Linked DNA regions of Danio rerio: region 2 is linked to region 1. The links are chromatin contacts, called in public Micro-C maps. All regions are on one chromosome and are shown on one strand. Each heading gives the region's core, a stretch centred on a gene start, on an enhancer-like site or on the middle of the called end of the contact. The rest is flanking DNA. Distances are from core to core; before and after follow the strand shown.

What was found. A called contact is a pair of places that touch in the nucleus more often than the background predicts.
Region 2: a contact with region 1 is called in a Micro-C map of caudal fin, with 3 times the contacts expected there. The contact joins the enhancer-like site here to the promoter of si:ch211-39i2.2 in region 1. A contact is called at or near these places in 2 of 18 Hi-C or Micro-C datasets (caudal fin and hematopoietic stem cells) and 1 of 4 datasets of contacts at active chromatin or transcription factors (caudal fin).

What each region holds. Positions count from the first base shown.
Region 1 is chr14:8,282,843-8,287,362 of GRCz12tu, reverse strand. si:ch211-39i2.2 reads left to right here and starts at 2,593. Exons shown (of 2, transcript NM_001258317.1): 1 at 2,593-2,820. The coding sequence starts at 2,664.
Region 2 is chr14:8,393,701-8,398,220 of GRCz12tu, reverse strand. The region is part of intron 1 of ppp3cb (protein phosphatase 3, catalytic subunit, beta isozyme); the gene reads left to right. Among named protein-coding and RNA genes, the nearest start is that of ppp3cb, 44 kb to the left of the region's middle. Within about 2 kb of position 2,135, at least 4 of the 62 cell types and tissues checked have an H3K27ac peak or open chromatin away from gene starts, as enhancers often do. A contact at or near this core is called in caudal fin, where this site is marked.

The sequences.
Region 1 (4,520 bases), core at 1,344-3,843:
AAAACTTAAGAATTGTGTTGATTTAGCTCATTTAAAATAAGTAGTTTGAACAAGAAGGAAAAGTGAGTGTTGTTTTCTACACTATAAAAAATGACTGGTTGTCTAACATTTTTAACTTTAAATTCCGAGTTAGTAGCATAAATACCTCGGTTTAAATAACAAAACATGTTATGACTTACAATTGGTCATATAATTTTTGTAACCATGTAGAGTGAAATAAATAGAGAACTAAACGACAGCTAAAAATCTAAATATATGAGTGGAGTCTATTTTGAGGTCAGATGAATGCATTTTTCTTAACAGCTGATTCAGACACAGTCACATTCTAAGCTCGGTTAAAGGTTACCAAATGCTTTCTTCCTCGTTCACACAGTCAGGAGATTCAGGTTCAGGTTTAGTCTCTCCTGATTTACATATTTAACTTCTCGGCGCTTCTAGAAAACTCTAGGTAGTTCCTCATTATGTGGGCTACGACGGTTCATTGGGTGTGACGTCACAGCTAGGGTAATGACAAGGAACAAAGGTGAAGTCACGAGAAAAAGTCCCTCGACGACGTGACTCACAGACAGCAAACAGACAGAGAAGATGATTTCACACATGCCAGAAAGACGAGAAAAACTCTTTCTGAAAGCAAAAATACACACGTTCTAAAGTTGTAAATACAGATTGATTCACAAGAAACACTCTTTTGCCTGGCTGGTTCAGACCAAATGCGAAATTAAGAATTGGCGCTTGTAGATTAATCAATGCAAAATGGCGCAAATTTTGCGGCACAGTGACGCCTTTGTTATTTAGCCTCATTCGCGTTTACAGTTGAAACAATAAACTCAAGCGAAAAATTGAGGTGAAAAACATTATTTCTGGCATCATTTTATTTCTAAATGTAAACGCCTTTGTAAATTTGCCTCAATCACGTTTACCATTAAAACAATCAACTCAAGTAAAAGTAGAGGTAAAAAAAAAACATGGTTATTCCTGGCGTCATTTTATTCCTAAAAGTAAATGCCATTACGATTTAACACAGCACATTTTCATGTTTAATTCATTGTGTTTCTTTGAAATTGCGTGCGAAATTAATGAGCAATTCTGATTAGGCATACGGCTTTTTTTGACAACAGCAACACATTGTATTCTTTTGAGATACTATTATTAAAAGAAAAAAATATATTGAAAGATAATTCATTGGATTTCCATTTCAAGTGTTTGCAAAGAATTTATTTGGGTTGAGTTTAAACAAGTTACATTATTTAATTTGTTTAAATTTAGCACACAAAGCAACAGAAGATATCACTCTTTTCAGTGAATGTTTACATGAAAATAATGTAATGAGATTAAATAAGTTATTTAGTTCATTTTTTTTTATAAAGACTGAGGCTATAAGTCAAAGCTATTTTCAGAGGATCTGCTGCAAACAGCTAAATGTTCTGTGTATTATATATTATAGCAACCTAGACATTGGTGATAGCTACGGGTTTTTTTTTTTTTTTCTTTCGTAACAATTACAGACTCATTCTAGTGACGCACTGCATGCTTTTACTCTAGACATGTTTTTGCTTGATTTTTTTCCAAAGTGGGTGACTATTAAGAATAATTGTAAAACCTTGTCTTAAGATGATTCCAAACCATAAATATCCTTCTCATTCAAACACAAAACAAGCCTTTGCTGGTCCACGCTGACTTAACAATTGAAATCAATGGAGAGTAAGAGACAGCCATATTTGGGTGAACTGTTCCTTTAAGTTGAAAGGGCCGCTAAACTGGATTTTACTGGCTGCCTTTCTGGTCATGTGAATCTCACCTGTGAATAATCACATTTCATACTTACTGGAAATCACTTGGCTATATAGTACTATAGGCTACATTGGTGTGTTTTGTCATTAACAAATTATATATATATATAATTTTTTTTATTTTTTTAAACTTAACAACACATGTTTTATAGAACTTATAGATACATTTTTCTAATGAGTATCTACTTAAGATTAGATCATTAAAACCCAGAAAAATTATATATGGCATTATGATAACAAGCACTAGCAAGCATCCGTTACACTTCTAAAACCTAAAACTGTAATCATTATTTTTTATAAAGTACGTCATATAGTTGAAACCAGATAACTCTAAAAAATGTCTGATGGTAAATCATACTAAACTTTTAATGTTTTAGGTCCGTTAAGATTACCTAAATGATTTACATCATGATTTACAATGCCAGAATAATACAAATTGTTCTTTTTTTATTATTATTATTCTTTTTGGTTTATTTCTAGACAGTCAGAAGTGTGCATGTCCCTGGCATTTTCTGCCAGGGACACAATACTGGCGGTTCATTCCGCTGCGGTGACCCCTAATGAATAAAAAGGACTGAGCCGAAAGAAAACGAATGAATAATACAACACAATACAATCAGCAGTATAAACGCAAGAAGTAGTAATGTTGCATGTACTCTAGTAGTCTGACGATGGTCACGTGTTCTCATCATGTCGCCCATCCCACAATCTCCAGCTGATGCAACAACAGCGCTCACTGCTCAGTATATAACCCGGCAGCTAGGAGGAAGACGGCGCTTCTCAACCTTACGCATTCATGGAAGAAACAAAGAAACCGTCAGTGGAAGAGTTAGGTGAGGTCTCGGGGAAACAGTCGGAGGAAATCACGCTAAAATGGTCTATACACAAGCTCTGGTGTTCGGCATGTCCGTCAGGAATGAGCCGGAAAACCTAACGCTGGCGGAGGACCTAAGCCTCATCCCGGGGCTCAGAGGAGACGGAGAGCCGCTCCAGCACTGCGGTAGACTCATGAAGGCACAAAGCTTCTCCAGTAAGTTCACTCACTCCTGAAGTATAATGAAAAACACTATTGGGGAAACTGGCTCATGTTGGCACAGTCGCTAAACATTTTGTAATATAACGCCAAAAGTTTTAACTTTGTATGTTGGTTTTAAATATTGGATTTCAAAATTGAGGGGAGACTGGGAATCACAATGACTGTATAGTTCACCCAAACGTGAAGTTTTGTAATTTAGCTACTCGTTACACATTTGATTTTTTTTTTCGTACACACAAAAATTGGGGTAAAGTTGGTTTTATATTCTGACTGTTACGACCTCTTGATGTTAGACTAGGTATTGAAGTAAATAACATTTATATTGTGACAGTTTTGTGTAATATGGGAGAAGAACCTTGCATCAAGCAAAATACGGCCAAAAAGATAATTTATAGTACAAAAATCAAAGCTAAACAGAAAATAGTAATGATAAAGAAGAATAATATAGATAACAACAACGAAAATTAATTATATGCAACTTTTATAATAACCAAAATAATCCAAAAATAATAAACCATGCAGGGGAGGACAAAGTGGTGCTGAAAGAAAAGAAAATAACAAAAACGAAAATCAAACTACCTCAACATAATCCTTTAACCTAACTGAAAACAAAATGATCGAAAGCAAGTCATCGGTGTTTACACGCCCTAACTTTTTCTAAATATAATTTAAGAAAAGTATTGTTTTGCTAGTTTTAAATAGAGAAATCATGCTAACAGCCAATGACTATCAAAATACAAAATTGTTCAGTCAAATAAATCGTGCTTATGTTGATTTTGAAGTCATACTTGTAAGCGATTTCAGACCAAACTTATTAAATATCTAGTACCATGGTAAGCAATATAAGAACAGTTTCACAAGTTGTCAATGAAAGAATGTGCGAATATAAAATTTCACATTTGAATACAATACTTCACCTCAATACAAAAAAAAGTATTATTATTATAATATATGATTACTATTTGGTTATATTAAATATGTACTAAACAATGTTTATAACCCATAAAATACTTGTATAAAATCTAGGTTTATGGACAAATATTTGAAACCATTAAACCACGTATCTATCTATCTATCTATCTATCTATCTATCTATCTATCTATCTATCTATCTATCTATCTATCTATCTATCTATCTATCTATCTCGTATTTAAATGTCATTTATAAAAATTAACAAATTATCTCTACAGACCTTTGTTACTAGTTGAAGGACCACATTAGTCTTTTTTTTTTTTAATTAGATTTCTTTAAACTATTTTTGAATGTAATGCAATTTGTTTCAATCTCATATAATAATGTACCACCTTATTATATTTATTGTAATTTTAATACTTGCCCAGTATTCAGTGTTGCCAGATTGGGCGTTTTTATTATTATTTTTATTTATTTTTGCGGCTAAAAAATGACATAGGCAGAAAGTGTAAACTTGGGTGGTTTTGTAACGGCGTGCCTGCCAGTCCTGGTGTTCACTTATAAACTGTTATGATCCCCCAAAGAGGTGCCATAGTCCCCGTTCCCCCCATACAAACCCTTAAAACAGATGTGATCTCCAAACGAGACACCTCTTCAACCTCTCAGCAGGGTATTACAGTCTACTGATTGTTAGGTGGTGCTTTTTGGTTTTCAGCGGGTTTGGGGCTGGAAACAGTCAGCTACATCTGGCAACACTGCCAGTATTTCACATTATCTCCCT
Region 2 (4,520 bases), core at 886-3,385, 110 kb before region 1:
ATCCAACAAAGGCTACACATATTAACCACGGCTCATAACCATGCAATGGAATAGCACTTTAGATACAGTTGAAGTCAGAATTATTAGCCCCCCTGAATTATTTGCCCTTGTTTATTTTTTCCCCAATTTCTGTTTAACGGTAAGCTGATTTTTTTTTCAACACATTTCTAAACATAATAGTTTTAATAACTCGTTTGTTATAACTGATTTATTTTATCTTTGTCATGATGACAGTAAATAATATTTGACTAGATATTTTGCAAGACACTTCTATACAGCTTAAAGCAACATTTAAAGGCTTAACTAGGTTAATTAGGTTAACTAAGCAGGTTAGGGTAATTAGGCAAGTTATTGTATAATGATGGTTTGTTCTCTAGACAGTCAGAAAAAATATATAGGTTAAAGGGGCTAATAATTTTGACCTTAAAATGGCTTTTGAAAAATTAAAAACTGCTTTATTCTAGCCAAAATAAAACAAATAAGACTTTCTCCGGATGAAAAAACACTATCAGAAATACTGTGAAAATTTCCTTGCTCTGCTAAACATTCATTCATTTTCTTTTCGGCTTAGTCCCAAAGCACCCAGAGGAAACCCACGCGAACCAGCGATCCAGCAACTTTCTTGCTGTGAGGCGACAGCACTACCTGCTGTGCCACTGCGTCGCCCATACCAGAAACGCCCAACATTGGGCTCGAACCCACAACCCTGAGATTAAGTCTCATGCTTTATGCCGAGTTCAGACTGCATGATTTTCAAACTAGTCGTGTCACAGATGTTTTCACACTGCATGACTATCTGGGCTAGCGTTTCGTCGCTACTTTGTTTACACTGCAAGATGGTTCGGCGACATGGACATTCACATTGCAGGACTTTACTATATGGAGAATCGGCAACAACTTCGTCCAAACTACGTCTCACAGCCAAAAACATGTAGTATGTCTTTTGTTATTAACTACATAATGAGAAAGAAGCATTTAATGGGGTAGAACATGTACATGTTTGCTCACCTGGGTTTAAAGGGAATTAGCCATTTCTCCTCAACGTTGATAATAAACTAATTTCTTTCTGTATGAAATGTCAAACAGACACGGTTGCTCCTGAGTCCTGTCAAACCTCCACTAGTTTTTCCTCTATTTCGTGGGTCCAAATAAACCGAAAAAGAGCGCTTTTAACTTCTCCCCCAGCCTCCCGCTGGCCTGCAGCAGGTATACACACACGCACACACAAGTGAAAGCTGCTCTCTCATTGGCTGTAGGCGATCGCTGATGTTATTTTCAGTCAAAACTCAATTCACACAGCATGATTTGAATCGCCGACAGCTCCAGATATTTAGCACGACAAATATCTCACAGGCATCGGCGACTCATCAGCGATTCTCTCAGATCGCGTCTTTGATCGTTCATACTGTGTGATTGTCACTCACCTGCACGAGCAGCGATTTGCCTGTGATTTCAGGCATTTGTCGGCGATTTCTCAAAACCTGTCGGCGAGCCAAAATCGGGGCTAAAATCACGCAGTCTGAACTAGGCATTACCGACTGAGCTAGCCTGTTAAACAACATTTAGATAAGAAAAATAAATTCAAAGGAGGGCTAATAATTCTGACTTTAACTGTATGCTGAAAGTCATAGTCGTCGTTAACACAAATGGAGTTAGGACATGTGAAGTATTCCTATTTTAGACCTTTTAAACACACACAGTTAGATCACATGCAAAGTCGATGCAAATGACATAGAATATGCAGCACATTCGCCACAATTAGTGGAATTTGCCTCAATCGTTCAAATAATTCAAAGATAATTTGCAGGTAAAAAAAACATCCATCAGGTAACCTATAGAAACTAATGCGATGCTCTGCGTCATGTGCAGACTTTATCTAAGCACAGTTTAAGATATTACTGAAATACAACCTGAAAAGGACATTAGCTTTTCATTTTATTTGATTTCTCTCAGGCAGTAACGATCGAGACGAGGATTGTTCTTCCTTTAAGATAATTTGCACAAAACGATCGCGTTCACATGCGTGGCTTTGCACGAGTCACATTTTTTCACGAGAGCGTGTGTGCGTTTATCACGTGCACGTGAATGCTTGTGGAGCTGGCAGTGTGTGTGTGTATGTGTGTGAGCGCAGTGCATTTGCCTGAGGAGACAGTGTTATGTAAGAGATCTCTGCTGCATACTGCACTTCAATAATACAGCCATACTGCTAAATAAAGGCACACACACACTGTACGCACATGCAAGAACAAATCATTTACAGGGCTGATCAGATTCTCAGGACACCCATTCTGTCATCAACAGGAAAGAAAAATCACAATTGAGATCTCTTTGACTGCGCCAGGGTTTCAGCTAGACTGAATGGAGATTAAACTGAGAATAAATGGAGAGACACAAGTGTAGACTCTTCTGCTTCGTGGGTATTTCTCCTGGTCAACAACAAAGATCTAGTTATTTCATGAGTTTTAGAACACAGTGTTTCAAACTATGCTCGTTTTTGTTTAACCACATATGTATTTGTCCAATGGTGAAATGGTGGCTTAGTGGTTAGCACAGCAAGAAGGTTGCTGGTTCGAATCCCGGCTGGGCCAGTTGGCATTTCTGTGTGGAGTTTCTATGTTCTCCCTGTGTTGGCGTGGGTTTCTGAGTGCTTCGGTTTCCTCCACTGTCCAAAGACATGCACTATTGGTGAATTGGATGTACTAAATCTGCTGTAGTGTATTGGTGTGTGAATGCGAGAGTGTATGGGTAAAACATATGCTGGAATAGTTGGCATTTCCTTCCACTGTGATGACCTCTGATAATCAGACACTAAACTGAAGAAAACTAATGAGTGAATAAAATATTGAGCTATTCCCATATTAAATAATACAACAAAACAAAGAAAATAACTAGGTTTGCAGGAAAAAACATATTATTTGCAATTCTGTCTTCTGTTGACTTGCATCAACTCACAAATTTACCCCAAAAAAGATTATCTACATGCTAATTAACATTATAATAGGCAGTGGCGCAGTAGGTAGTGCTGTCGCCTCACAGCAAGAAGGTCGCTGGTTCGAACCTCGGCTCAGTTAGCGTGGTGGAGTTTGCATGTTCTCCCTGCCTTCGCGTGTGTTTCCTCCGGGTGCTTCGGTTTCCCCCACAGTCCAAAGACATGCGGTACAGGTGAATTGGGTTAGCTAAATTGTCCGTAGTGTACGAGTGTGTGTGTGTGAATGTGTGTGTGGATGTTTCCCAGAGATGGGTTGCAGCTGAAAGGGCATCTGCTGCGTAAAAAACTAGCTGGATAAGTTGGTGGTTCATTTCGCTGTGGCGACCCCTGATTAATAAAGGGACTAAGCCGACAAGAGAATGATTGAATGAATACCAAGAAAATGTTGTCGGAAAAAAAAGTCAACTGAGAAAGACTTTAAAGACTGCACACTTTTGTCAAGACCTGTGGATAGTCAAAAAGAAAAAAAAATAAGAGCTAACTGGAATAAAATCTAAGCATCAGGAATGAGGTACTACCCTGCTGAAAAATCCAGCTTAAACCAGCCTAGGCTGGTTGGCTGGTTTTAGCTGGTCGACCAGCCTGGTTTTAGAGGGGTTTTGGCCATTTCCAGGCTGGTTTCCAGCCATTTCCAACCTGGTCTTAGCTTACCAGGGTGGAAAATGACCAGCCAAATCCAGCTAAAACCAGCTTGGTTTAAGCTGGTTATAGCTGGTTTTGGCTGGACTCCCAGCTTGGCTAGGCTGGTCAAGCTGGTTTTAGCTGGTCATCTCCCAGCATTGACCAGCTAAGACCAGGCTGGAAATGGCTGGAAACCAGCCTGGAAGTTGCCAAAACCCCTCTAAAACCTGCCTGGTCGACCAGCTAAAACCAGTCATCCAGCTTAGGCTGGATTAAGCTGGATTTTTCTGCAGGGTAGAAACTTCCTATCCATCTTTTTTTAGTGAGCTTCTAGTCAACTTCAGGTTTTCTGTCATTTATTTAATGCACCTATGCTAAATTTAGAATCGAAAGGTTAGTGTAACTTCTTTCAAAATGCTTTTCTCTAGTGTTATATTATACAGAGCTAACATAGCTACATGCTAAGTGTGTGGTCATTGATTGACAGTGGTGTAAAGTACTTAAGTAAATGGACTTTGTAACTTTACTAAAGTATTTTTTGGCTACTTTGTACTTGTACTGGTATTAATAATTTAATCAACTTTTACTCTCTACTTGACTACATTTTTGATTGAATATATGTACTCTTTACTCCACTACATTTAAACGGATGCTTATGGTTACTCGTTACATTGTGATTGTGCGCGACAAGTCTGCATCTTCAATTCGAGTCCTTCTGCATATACCTTGTTAGAATTTACTTCTTAGTACACACAATAGGAACTACCACTGATGTAAGTGTGTGCTGATTGGGTGAATGGTTGCCAGCACAATATTTTTAAATCTTACAAGACTCATTCAGAAAGCATGTTGCTATTAGCAACTCACTATTGTCTGTGGCGTTATTGTTTTAGCCCTACTGTAGGTACTA